Linked DNA regions of Mus musculus: region 1 is linked to region 2. A link is a contact called in public HiChIP or PLAC-seq data. All regions are on one chromosome and are shown on one strand. Each heading gives the region's core, a stretch centred on a gene start, on an enhancer-like site or on the middle of the called end of the contact. The rest is flanking DNA. Distances are from core to core; before and after follow the strand shown. Region 1 holds the start of Dbnl (drebrin-like). Region 2 holds the start of Ccdc157 (coiled-coil domain containing 157).

Region 1 (7,058 bases), core at 1,319-3,818, 1.6 Mb after region 2:
CCAAGTTGCAACACCATGTGTTATGTGAAGTCATATACTTGAGCTTGGCAGCACACAGCACTTTGTAGATAATAACCTAGCCAGGAAATGGGCAGTTTCACATTAGAGGCCAGCAGAGGGGAAAGGCCTGGTCCAATATGGTATATTAGTGCTATAAGCATCCATACTTAAATCTTTCAAGCATTGTAGTTTATAACTCCACACAATCTCCAAGCCAGTCCTTGCTACTGGAGAATAAGTAGGAGGAAGAGTAAAAATTGGGCCCTCTGGTGTCCCAGTGTAAATTTTCTATAATTGACTGCATAGCTAAAATGAGCTTGTATACCAGCTAGACCATTTGCACAGTCTGTGCTCAGGCAAATCCTTTGGGTTCTCTGCCACTGAGAAGGGAGGGCCACCTACATCATGTTCCCCGGGCTCTGGTCAACCTAGGGGAAAGATTCTTGAGTCAAAAGTCTTATTTTGAAAATAAGCCATTGTGTGGGTGGTCCGTGCCACCCACATATGTATATATTATACTTCCAAGCCCAGTCCTAGGTCAGTAACTGAACAGCAAGCAGATCTGTAAAGATAACTGTGGGGTAATGTGACCTTTTTTCCCCTGGGTGGACCCTAGAGATCAGAGAGATGCATGGGGTTAAGTTGGTGGTTCTTCACGTTTGAGTCGCATATCAGATATCCTATATATCAGATATGTACAGTGCCATTCATAACAGTAGCAACATTGCAGTTATGAAGTAGCAATGAGATAATTTTAATGGATGGTGGACACAACATGAGAAACTATTAACGAGTCACAGCATTAGGAAAGTGGAGAACACTGGTTTAAGTGATCTGTGACAAATAAATGACTGTTGGGGCTGTGGGGATGGCTCAGTGGGAAAGTGCACTTTTCGCACAAGCTTGAAGACCTGAGTTCAAACACCCAGCAACTGCTTCAAGAGCTGGGTTTGGCTCTGTATATAGCATCAGTACTGTGGAGCGGCGGAGACAGGAGGATCACTGTGGTTTGCTGCCTACCAGCCTAGCTCCAGGCTCAGTAAGAGACCTGCCTCTAAGGAATAGGGTGGATAATGAAAGAGCAGGATACTTGACACTGTCCTCTGGCCTCCAACAGCACAGTAGTATGCATCTACCCTGGCCCATGTGCATATACCACACACATAATAACCTCTCTTGGAAGATTTGGGCTTGCTAGATGGAGCTGAAGTTTCTTCTTGTTTTTGTTTGTTTTCGGAACAGGGTTTCTCTGTATAGTTCTGGCTGTCCCTGGAACTCACCCTGTAGACCAGGCTGGCCTTAAACTCAGAAATCCAACTGCTTCTGCCTCCCAAATGCTGGGACTAAAGGCGTGCGCCACCACTGCCCAGCCAGAAGTTTCTTTTTTAATACTTTTTTGAGAGAGGGACTCACTTATAGCCAGTAATCCACTATGTAGACCAGGCTGGACTCAAACTCAGAGATCTATCTGCCTTTGCTTCCCAGGTTCAGGGATTGAAGTCATGTGCCACCACACCCATCTTATTTTTATATTGTGTGATTGTTTAAGTGCACCATGGCCATACCTAGTCCCAGCAGAGACTAGATGAGGGCTAGGGCTGGAGTTACAGAGGGTTGTGAGCTGCCACATAGGTGCTAGGAATCAATCCTGGATCCCCTGGAAGAGCAGTCAGTGCTCTTAACCACCAAGCCATCTCTCCAGCCCCTCCACCCCTTTTTTTGTCTTTGAGATAGGCTGGAACTCAACTATGTAGACCAGGCTTGCCTCTGCCTCCCCAGTGCTGAGATTAAATACACGAACAACACTTCCAGCCCCATTCTTGCAACATTTTAAATGTAACTTCGACCCCCACTGTTCTAGTTTCATTTCTGTTGCTGTGATAAAATGCCCTAGCTAAAAGCAGTTTAGAGAAGTAAGGGTTCGTTTTAGTTTACGACAACAGAGTATGGTCTCTCATAGGGACGTTCAGGCAACTGTCTGGAAATAGAAGTGAAGCACAAAGCAGGTTCTCTTCATTACCCCACTATCACATCAAATATTTCATTTTACTTTATTTAGAAGATCTAGGCAATGCCCAGGCCGGGCTAGAACTCAAGCTTCTGCCTCTGCCAGTTGCGCGCTAGGATCACAGGCTTGTACCTCTACGCCTAACACAGCAGATTCATGTTTTTTTCCTTTTCTTCTTTGGTTTTTCCAAACAGGGCTTCTCTGCCTAGCCCTCGCCATCCTGGAACTTGCGCTGTACACCGGGCTAGGCTGGGGTTGAAGGCGTAGCCATCATGTCCGACTATCAGATGAAATTTCCGAGGCGCCTGCGCGCATACAGCTTGCTCTTAAACAAAATACATTAACTAATGAGAGACGAACCAGCGTGAAGCTCTAAATCGAGCCCACGCCCTGCAGATGCGGACGAACGAGGACCTACGGGCAGGCCCGCCTCTCGTGGATCTTCATTCACCAGCACCCCGCCTCAACTTTACCCTCAGCCTAGCTCGCCTTCTCTCCACTTCCGCTTCCGGCCTCTTGGGCGCGGCTTCTGCACGTCAGAGGCGAGGCTTCCGGCCTCCGGGGCGGGGCTTCCGGCCGTCACTGGAGGCCGGCAGAAAGCTGAAGCTGCTGCATCGCGGGGACCGTGGGGCGTGCCATGGCGGTGAACCTGAGCCGGAACGGGCCGGCGCTGCAGGAGGCCTACGTGCGCGTAGTCACCGAGAAATCCCCGACCGACTGGTAGGCAGCAAGGCGGGGCCGGAGAGGCGCCAGAGCGGGAAGGTGGAGGTCGCGGCGTAGCCGTAGTATTGCAGGATCACCTGTCCACCTTCCTGAAGCCTAGCGAGATGCTACCCCACCCTCGCCACCGCCGTCCCCCCGGCGAGTACCCCCGGGCCTCTCCCCTGCCACCTAGTGGTCGGTCGGCTCTGCCCTGAAGATCTCTGCCTGGTTGTGCTTTCTGCTTTCCGCCAGGCTCTGCGTTTCTGGGACCTCACTGGACAAAGGGGTCCCGCGCAGTTCCCCAACTCCCTGGAAGGCGGAAACCACGTCTTCTAAACCCTGAGTTCAGGAAGAGACCTTGAAAGCGGCGTGAGCAGTGGGTTGAGGTCATGAGCTCACACAGGGCTCAGTCAAGGATGTCACAGGTCTGGGTCCCTGATTCTGGGACTGAAAATGGGATCCTGTCACCTGTTTGAGAAAAGGCTCCATCCTTCCTTCACCACCCCAGGAGCCATTACAGTACTGTGAACTAGATCTGAAGTTTCTGGAGTGGCCCTGCTGAGCCCTCTTAGGTTTCTGCTACATGCATACCAGTCTATAGTAATTCTCTTTCACTTTCCGTTTACTTAACATGCTTCCGTTAGCCAGTTTTTAGTGCTTCAGTTTCTCAGACATCTGATGAGTATGGCAGGTGGACAAATTCTGGGGAACACAAACTGGACTTTGGAGTTCTGGTGGGGCCACCACTACCCTGTGGTCAGCACTGAGGGGCGCTATACTGAGTTTGCCTGTGTTGAGTCTTCCCTGGAGACTTCCCCTATTGCAGAACTCTGGCCAATCATCTCTTCTGTTCTACTGTGTTGTCTCTCCTCTTTATCTTTTGGCCCTCTAGTCGTCTCAGAACCATCACTGTTTGGGGAATACCTCACAACCTAGCTAGCAGTGCCCTTCACCCATGCTTATAACTCTTCACTGACCTTGCTTGCTTTGCTTGCTTGCTTGCTTTTGAGACTGTGTAGCTCTGGCTGGCCTGGAACTCACTGTGTAGACCAGGTTGGCCACGATCTCACCTGTGTCTGTCTCCCGAGCACACATTGAGCCTCCTACTAGAATCATCTGCTCCACCTTGGTCTGACATTGTCCTGCCTCATCCACCCATTGTTCCTTCTGAGGGTGCAGATCTTGCTCTTTCCCCATACACTGTTCATCTGCCCCAGCAGCCATGCTACTGCCCAGCTTCCTACAGTACTGTATGCAGACGGTGCTGCCACTCCAGTTGAACGAGCCTCTGGCCTCCACCCTCACTGTCACAGCCATTTCAGTAGTCACTCAGCAAGATTTTTGTGGCAGGTCCCCACTCGCTAGCTGAGAGAATATCTGGGCCATCTTAACTTCCCTGCCCATAAATGCAGTGTCTTCCTGTTGCACTTTAGTAAAGCCCAGACTCTTACCCTGTCTGCCCTGGTTCCTGTTGCCCCTCCTGCTTACTACTCTGGCCACACCTGTTGACCACCCTTGTACCAAAGTCTTTCTCTTCCTCAAAACTGCAAGCTAGTTCCTCATCAAACAGAACCTCTGATCTTGCTGCTTCCCCTGCATGGAACATACATATACATCATCTTGATTGCTTCTTGTCCTTTATGTCTCTATGCTAGGGTTGTCTTCTCAGAGAGTCCTCCTAAATTCCTAGTACATGGGCCACATGCATGCCTTCAGAGGCCAGAAAAGACTGTGGAGTTCCCTGAGACTAAAGTGATAGTCACTTTGTCCTCTCTCCTAGTTTCATTTCTTTGTGATACAAATAAGAAACATGCTGGGAACCCTCATGGACTCTGTGTGTGTGTGTGTGTGTGTGTGTGTGTGTGTGTGTGTGTGTGTGTGTTTGTGTGTGTGTGTGTGCTTTTTCTCTTCCCTAACATGGTCAGGTAGACCCTTGTGCCTAGCTGTCATATGTTTTGATGGATGGATTAAGCCATGCAGAAAAAGAGACTGTCAAAAAGAGGTAGTCTTCAATTTGGTAGCCAAAAAAGGTCACACACACAGAGCTGGTACCGTGACACTGTAGACCAGAGCCATAGCTTTAGTTTCTCTCATCTATAATCTAGCTTCAGCCTCCTCCCTGAAGAGCCTGGCATGACCTGTGCTTATCTGGTTCCTATTACACTCTGTGTACACTGTACATTAGCATCAGGTGTAGGGAAGTTAAGCTCCATGGGTCGGACCTTTTAGGAATTGTTCATAGCTGCAGTCCAGTCAGCATACACGTACCAGGCGTTGTTCACACTGATTTAAAAGAAGAGGTGAGAGTTCTATTGAAGGTAAGAAAAAAAATCTCTGAACTGGAAATTTTATTTGGGGCGATATGTGTATTGTGCATGTGTGCGTGTTCATGTGCAGATGCACTCACAGGACACACAGGTGCAAGGCGCCAGTAGATGGAAAAAAAGCCACTGGACAACTATCCATTAGAGCCTTGGTGGCTCTGTGGTCTTCACTGGAACTCAGTGTTGTCATTGTCTACTTTCTGTTGCTATATCTGCCTGGTAAAGTGCATGTTTGCAGGAGAATCTCAAGACAGGAAGCCCTGCTGTCTACCCTCAGGCTATGAAGGCAGGGCTGATACCCACCCAGGAGTCCCCAGTGCACCTTTCTCCCTCCTGCTTCTACGTTAGGTGTTTGGATTCAGGAATATGAAGACATCTTTTGCCTTTTGAAATTTATGTGCCTGAAAGCCAGCTGAGTGTTTTATTCACTAGTGTGTAGAAAGAACACATAACCCTCCCACTTTTATCCTCCCCTAAGTATATGTTCATATGTCCTTCCCCAGTCCCAGTGGCTTTCTTTCTTTTTTTTTTGTTTTTTTTTTTTTTGTTTTGTTTTTCGAGACAAAGTTTCTCTGTGTAGCCCTGGCTGTCCTGGAACTCACTTTGTAGACCAGGCTGGCCTCAAACTCAGAAATCCACCTGCCTCTGCCTCCCAAGTGCTGGGATTAAAGGCGTGCGCCACCACTGCCTGGCTCCCAGTGGCTTTCTTATACTAAGTCCTGTGCTATCCTCAGAGTAGCTGTTGAGTAGTCTCAGTGCAGAGCAGCTTGTTCCTGCTGCGCTAGCTGCAGAGGAGGCCCAGAGCCCTGAGTCAGCACTGAGCCCACTTGTGTTTCCTTGCAGGGCTCTTTTTACCTATGAAGGCAACAGCAATGACATCCGTGTGGCTGGCACAGGAGGTGAGTATGAACCCAAACAACAGTATCATAGTGAGATGACAAAGGGAGACGTGTGACTAACTCGGGCCACCGCAGCTGATGTTCAAGCCATCACAGGCGCAGAAAGAGGACTTGGGTACACAGCCATCTCTTCCTCCAGCTCAGCTACAGTGACCCTTCCCCAGCTGAGTTTCCCTGCAGACCTTTTGCCAAGTTGGCTTCATTAAGGGCTACTCCTGATCTGAATGCAGACCAGCATCGACCAGGACCAGGGCGAGAGCCATGTCAGCCATGACACTGACGCAGGTCACATGTTTGTTAGTGAAAAACTTCTCTGGTTGGGCCGGGCAGAGCTGTTAGCTAAGAAACAGGCTGCTTTCCACTTCACAGGCAGCCCTTCTCTAGGGCATTGCACACTGAGGATGCCAGCCCTGAAGCTGGTGATGCAGGTGAAGGCCCACATATGTTCTCTGCTTCTGTCCTGCTCTGCTCTTGGGCAAGGACCTCCAAGAACCTGACCCTCATTAGGAGAGGCAGTGCTGCTGCAAGTGGTCAAGGTGAAATTCTTTGTCCGCTATAGGGATCAACTGGCAAGTCAGCCGATCGATCCAGAGATGCCTGAGCTATGAGACAGGCCTGTCTGTCAGCTGAAACCCTTGACTCTCCCCTTGCTTGAGGCTAGCATGACTGCCCGTGGGGCCTTCCTAACCCCCTCTGCTCCTAGCTCCAAGTGGATGGCCAGAGCATACTTCCTGCTCAGGCAAATGAGAGTATGGTCTCAGTTACTATTGCTGATAGAAAGGTCCCTTTCCACTATGAGCCATTCTTGCTGACACATCCTCTTTCTAGAATTGCCACCAAATGGACATTTCATGTGACGTGGTAGGTGCCTGTGAGTTGTGGGTATCAGCATTCCTAGCTTCCTGCCGGCACAAAGCAGGACTCGTTTGTTCATCAGAATGCTGACTGCCCTAGGTTCTATGGAGCCCTGTAGCTGAAATGCCTGACCTGGCTTCTGCTATGACCTGGAAGTTTAGAGAGCAAAGCCCAGGGTCAGGAAGACGCTTAGGGCAGCTCATCCTGGCCCCAGGCAGGGATGTGAGAGTTGAGCTTCATCTTTGGAATGCTCCAGAAAGGCCTGACTCT
Region 2 (6,453 bases), core at 340-2,839:
AAGACAGTGCACTCATATAAATAAAAATAAATAAATAAAGTCTCTTCTAAGATTCAAGCAGTCTCTTAACTGTAATCCCATATAAAGTCAAAAATACTGGGACCAAAGCAAGACAGAAAACCAGCTGGGCAAACTCCAAAGTCCATGTCTCCACATCCAATGTCAAAGCGCTCTTCAGATCGTCAGCTCCTTTCATCCTTGCCGACTGCTGTTGGCAGATCTGGCAGTCAGCAGCAGCAGACTTCATTCTCCTGGGCTGGTCCCACTCCCTGCTAGCAGTTTTCCTTGGCAGGTATCTCATGACTCTGGCATCTCTAACATCTTGGGGTCTCCAAGGCAACTTCAACTTTACAGCTTCTTAATCTAACTTTTATTCCAATGTCTGGGATCCACACATGATCTTTTGGGGATCCTCTAAAGGGCTGGCATCACTTCTCCAGCTCTGCCCTCTGAAGCACTCTAGGCTCTGCTTGACTCCAGCCAACTGCTGCTGCTGTTCCTGGTTATCATCTTATCGTACTGGCATCTCCAATACACTGGGGTCTACCACTGCAACTAGGCTTCACCAAGAGCCTCTCATAGGCTCTCTTCATGGGGCAAGCCTCAACTCCTTTGCATGACCCCTTCAGTCCTGGGCCATCAACTGTAACTGTAACTGCACCTTCACCAATGGCCTTCCCTGGCCTCTCACGGTGCCAAGCCTCAGCTGCTCTTCATGACACCTTCATGCCTTCAAACTAATACTGCCTGGGTAACTCTTACACACTGCCAAGTACAGCTGCAGCAACAACCATGGCTATCTCTGGAACACAGCTTCTTTGTGCTCTCAGAAAACACTTCCCAGAAGATTTCACCTCAGTGATGCTGGTCTCGTCTTAATCACTAATTTCTTAGCTCCAGCTAACCAGCATCAACTGTCCCAGCAATCCCTTCTACTCTAGACTCTAAAGCCAGAGCCACACAGCCAAATTCTGCTTCCTGTGGCTGGAACCTGATCCCCTTTATTATCTTACCAGCTTTCTGTTTTTCAACTCCCTCACTGCCTAAGCTTGGCTATCCTGAAACTTGCTCAGGAAATTGACTTTGAACTCAGAGATCTGCATGGCTTTGTCTCTTGGGATTAAAGATATGTACCACTACGCCTGAATTATGCTTTTCTTCATCTAGAACTTGCTCTGTCCCAGGCTGGCCTTGAACTCAGATCTGCTTCGTTTTTTGTCTCCTGGAATTAAAGGTGTTAGCACCATGTCCTGGACTCTGTAAGGAGGGATGCAGAGGAGGTGGTGCTGAACCAAAAAATGGGGCTAAAGGTGTAGTAAGTGGGACTCTATGGCATCTTCAAAATGCCAGGCCAAACAGGAAAGAAACAGGGGCGAGGGGTGGGGCGCTGAGGGGGCGAGGAACCGGCCAGAGTCAGGAGGGAAGTTCAGAGTCAGAGGATGTGGAATGGCTTACCTGTCTCCGGCGTCGCAGCCTCAGCTCTGTGTCTGTCTGGCTCACAGAACTTCCTCCAGAGCGTCTGAGGCTCCGAGAATGCCTCGCAACTCTAAGTTGGGAGCCCAGGCCGCTGCCTTGGCAACGGCGTACCGCGCCACGGAGCAGGCGGGGCGGGGCTGGAAGTGCGAAACGGCGAGAGGGCGGGACCGGAAGTGCTCCCGCGGCTTCTCTCTCTGGGTCGCCGCCATCTTGTCATTGAGTTGGATACTTCGTGTGGTGATCTTTAATCTTGTCGTCGCACCGGTTGTCGCCACCGAGGTGGACTGGCAGCCCTGAGCGTCGCAGTCATGCAGGCCGGACCCGTGCAGGCGGTACCCCCGCCGCCGCCAGTAGCCACTGAGTCCAAACAGGTATCGTGCCCCGCGCTCCCTGCCTGCAGGCCTGCTGGAGGCCTCGTTCCTCCCCTCCGCGCGGGCGCTGTGGCACTGCTGCTGGAAGCTCAGGCCACCCCGAAGGACATGGAGGGACTGCAAGTCCCAGGAGTCAGCGCGCTGAGTTGCCTTCTGGTCTCGAAAAAGATATCCCTAGAACCGGACTTTTCAAAACCAGCATGCGGACCTGCACCCCCGGCTTCCTCTGGGGTCTTATGTGAACCACGAAGCCTCCATTCAAAAAGAGGAGAGCTAAGCAAATCATTCTTTCCCCTAGATTAGGAATGGCTGCGTAAATACAGTATGGCTAAGGAAACTTGCCCTGTTTTGTTTTTAACTGCGTCCTCGGATGCTAACCCAAGAGAGTCTGCAGTCTACAGGACAGACGTTCCTGTCAGTATCATGGAGCGTTTATGATAGCCTAATCCGAGCCGGGGACTTGAAGCCCTTACTACCTTTTCTCTGTTTTCACAGCCAATTGAAGAAGAAGCATCGTCAAAGGAGGATCCCACCCCTTCCAAGCCAGTGGTCGGCATTATTTACCCTCCCCCGGAGGTCAGGAACATCGTCGACAAGACTGCCAGTTTTGTGGCCAGGTAACAGCTGCTTCTGCACAGAGGGAACTTGTAGTATAAAGGTCTTTTAAAGCAGCACAGGGGCATCATGGGGAGTTCTAGAGGCTCTGGCTTAGACTCCTTACTTCTTCCAAAACCACAGGAGAGCAATGAGGTAGGTGATAGATAGGACTGGTATGGTTGACATACCACAACAGTAATCGCAGTGAAAGCCATGCCTAGCTGTGTAGTCACTAGGAGTTTCTGCTTCCAAAACAAGTCTGTGGAAATTCCTGGTAGCTTCTTTGTGGCTGCTGATGTGCATATGCTGTGTTAACCTGAAGAAAGAAAAAGAAGAGTTGATTATTCTCATTGTGAAAGGACGACTTTCCCAGAGCCTCAGCTGAATCCAGAGCAAGCTGTTCAGCATGTTAGCTAGTTTCCAGGCAAGGTGAACATTGGTCAGGATTCCTCAACCTCCTCATCCCACATACTTCTGCACCCTTGGATGGAATCTTCTAAGGGCCACTTGACTTCCAACGGTCAACACATCTCCTGGCTTAGGGCACTTATAGAGTATTCTTTTGGCAGCCAGCATCATTATCCAGTCTGCAGATGTTTAGTTTGTCCTTAGAATCCTTAAAAGAGAAAAATCCTATTACCACACTTAGAAATGAGGTGATTTCACAGTCAGTCTGAATTTCTGGCTTTTCCTGAACCAGGCTGCTTCTTACATGGCAGAGCTTCTTGGCCTTGAAGTGTGTACAGGACGTGTGTTGTCCAGGACCCACACTTTGTCACTCCCTTTAGCGAGCATCCCTACCACCTTGAATCATTTAATACTGTTTTGTTCCCACCTTCCTAATGAAGTGACACATCAAAAGAGATTCTGATTGGTAAATTGTACTGTGCACACCGTGAGAGTTCAGATCACTTTGCAGACTTTAATTAATTTGGATTTTCACTGAAAAGATGCCTCACGATAGGGCATTGAGTGTTGTGTGTGATTGGCTAATATTTAATAATAACCCTAATGCCTTCCCCCCTCTCTCCTGTGATGCTAATAATTGGGGAAAGGCTGTTGCATAATGAAGAAGAGCAATCTTACTGTGAGGACAACCCCTGTCAGCTGTTGTCACCATTAGCTGTTTCCTTCTGACCATGGCATCCTTTTTAGATACAGTAATAGCAACACAAGTACTGTCATGTCTTGATTTTCTTTGCATGCTAAATTGGAAACATTTCCTAATTTTTAGTTTCCCTCATGCTGCATGCTTTCTATGGAAAGGTTGCAGTGTCCAGGCTATGTGTTTTCTTTTGAGACGGTTTCCAGTGTTTCCACTTGGTCAGTGAAGCTGTAAGAGGAGTTTGCACACTGTCTTTCCCTTATAGAAGGCTTCTTCTTTTTTGTTGTTGTTGTTGTGTTTGTTTGTTTGTTTGTTTGTTTTTCAAGACAGGGTTTCTCTGTGTAGCCCTGGCTGTCCTGGAACTCATTCTATAGACCAGGCTGGCCTCGAACTCAGAAATCCGCCTGCCTCTGCCTCCTGAGTGCTGGGATTAAAGGCGTGTGCCACCATGCCCGGCTAGAAGTTTTCTTTAGAAGGAACTCTGTGTGAAACAGTAACGGCTAAGAGAGCATTGAAAGCTTCAGGGATTGGGGAGACACCTCAGTTCAGTCAGGTGTTGAGTACAAGAACTTGAGTTTGGATCCCATGGTGTATATTCCATGGATACCCATGTTAAAGCGAGATTGAGCAGTGGCTACGTCTGGTAACCTCAGTACTGGGAAATAGAGACACAGATTCCTGGAGCAAATTGCTATGCTTCATATTCAATGAGAGAGCTTTTGTCCTTTGCCTCAAAAACTAAGGTGGGGCCAGTGTATTCATGTACTCTGAAGGTAGGAGCAAGTTGATCTCTATGTTTGGGGCCACCCTGGTCTTCATAGCATTTCAGGTGAGCTGGAGATGCATGGACCCTATCTGAAATAAATATTCAGATAAATCTAAATAAAATAAGGCAGGGAATGATTGAAGAAGACAATGGACATCAGCCTCTGTACAGGTGCACACAAGCATGCACTTAGAAACATCTCAAGCAGTTTTCCCGAGTAGCTTCCTATAATTATGTTATCCTGCTGTCACAGCCAAAAATAAATAAATAAATAAATAAATAAAATAATAATAAAAAAACACAACTAAATTCTCTTAAAAATAAATACTCATTACTGGGCATGGCATGATACATACCTGTAATCTTGGTGCTAGAAAGGACTATTGGAAGGTAGAGACTAGCCTTGTAACACAGTGGGCCCTGTTTTAATGACAGGAAATGGAGGCTGGAGAAGTGGCTCAGAAGTTAAGGCCGCTTTCTGCTCCTACATAGGACCTAAGTTTGGCTCCCAGCACCCATGTCAGGCAACTCACAACTTACAGAATCTGAATACACATGCATGTACACATGCCTACACAGAGTCAATTTTCCTTTCCTTTCCTTTCCTTTCCTTTCCTTTCCTTTCCTTTCCTTTCCTTTCCTTTCCTAGAAAAGGAAAACGAAGTGGATTGCAGCCAGTCATGGCACATACCTTCAAGTCCCATAATGTATGAGGCAGAGGCAGGTAGATGTCTGTGAGTTCAAGGCCACTCTGGTCTTGTGAGTTTTATATCAATCAAAGCTAAAAACAAAAAATAAATGAGTTGGTTGTGTAGCTTAGTGATAGAGTGAGTGTGTGTTTCCATGTATAGAATATGATTTCTATTTCTAGTAGTGTAAAAATCTCACCATGTTTCCAGATGGGTTTTTTTATCCGTGGTGATCATTTTTGTAGGGATTCTAAAATCTGAAGTTGAAATGACTCCATGGATAATGTTTGCAATACAAGCATTAGGACTTGAGCTTGGGTCTCCAGCAACTGCAGAAAAGCTTGGGGGAGGGGGGGTGCTTGGGGGAGGGAGGTGCGCGAGTGCGCCTGTGTGTGTGTGTGTCTGTCTGTCTGTCTGTCCCCAGCCCTGATGAGTAAAGGTAGGCCACTCCTTGGAGCTTGCTGGTTGGCCAGCCTGCCTAACCGTGCCATAATGGTGAGTTCCAGGTTCAGTGTAAGACCCTGTATCAAAGACTAAGAATGAAAATGATACAGGAGGCCTCTGGTCTCCATGTGAGCATAAACACATGCGTTTTCCCCCCGCCCCCTCAGAAACTGCAAATAAATTCAGATCTTGCTTTTGCATGTTTTACAGTTAAGGGGCAGGTCAGAATCTTGGTCTGAGAGAGCTGGTATTTAGATCTCTCCTCTGCTAGGCCACATACTCAGGAGGCAGGCGGTGGGTATCTGCAGTCAAGTCTGACTTTGTAAAAGGAGCTTTTTCTCTGTCGAGTCTTCCCATTCCTGCATTTTCCTTTCAGAAAGCTAGATTGGAAATTACCTTCAAAAAGCCCTGCCAGCTGGGCTGAGTTAGAGTCAGGCTCTTCTGCTGAAATCTGTCTCTTGTGTTAGAGGATCTAATTCTAAAATTAACAGTAAGCCAACTTAGAGCACTGGAATTTCTTGGAATAAGAACATCTGCCTTCCCTGATGTGTTGAGACCATGGCTTAGGAGGCAGTACTGCAAGAGACAAGCAGACCTCCAGGCATGGGACCTGATCTGGCAGGACCCAGAGCTGTATCCATCCTGCTTGTGTATGGTTTGCATTACATAGGGAGGTAGGAAATGCTTCTTTCCACAGCATGAGGTTCTAATTGGCCTAGTGCACAGTCAGATTGAGACCTCATGTATTAGTCACGCTACAGGGCGGGACCAGAACTTGCTAGAGGCCAAGGCTTCCACAGTCTCTGCCTCTGGATCTGTGGTGATGGCTAATCTTAACCTTAAAGTTGCCTGCATCTTGTCTGCTGCTCTGTTTAATTGACAGAACCATGGGTGTGAAAGTCTGGAGAAAGCATAGCCTATCTGTCACTAGTCCCTGGAACCTTGGCTTGGTATATTTGGGGCACCTCTGAATGCAGGCTTCTGGCCAGAGAATCAGGGGAAGCC

Evidence for each region. HiChIP or PLAC-seq counts read pairs in DNA pulled down with a chosen protein or histone mark.
Region 1: a FOXA1 HiChIP or PLAC-seq map of pancreatic cancer cells shows a contact between it and region 2. The contact joins the promoter of Dbnl here to the promoter of Ccdc157 in region 2. A contact is called at or near these places in 1 of 39 promoter capture datasets (pre-B cells) and 1 of 115 datasets of contacts at active chromatin or transcription factors (pancreatic cancer cells).

The regions. Positions count from the first base shown.
Region 1 is chr11:5,785,915-5,792,972 of GRCm38.p6, forward strand. Dbnl (drebrin-like) reads left to right here and starts at 2,569. Exons shown (of 13, transcript NM_001146309.1): 1 at 2,569-2,728; 2 at 5,878-5,933. The coding sequence starts at 2,646.
Region 2 is chr11:4,158,704-4,165,156 of GRCm38.p6, forward strand. It overlaps Ccdc157 (coiled-coil domain containing 157), which reads right to left and starts at 1,590. Exons shown (of 12, transcript NM_001164620.1): 1 at 1,456-1,590. It overlaps Sf3a1 (splicing factor 3a, subunit 1), which reads left to right and starts at 1,651. Exons shown (of 16, transcript NM_026175.5): 1 at 1,651-1,847; 2 at 2,343-2,464. The coding sequence starts at 1,785.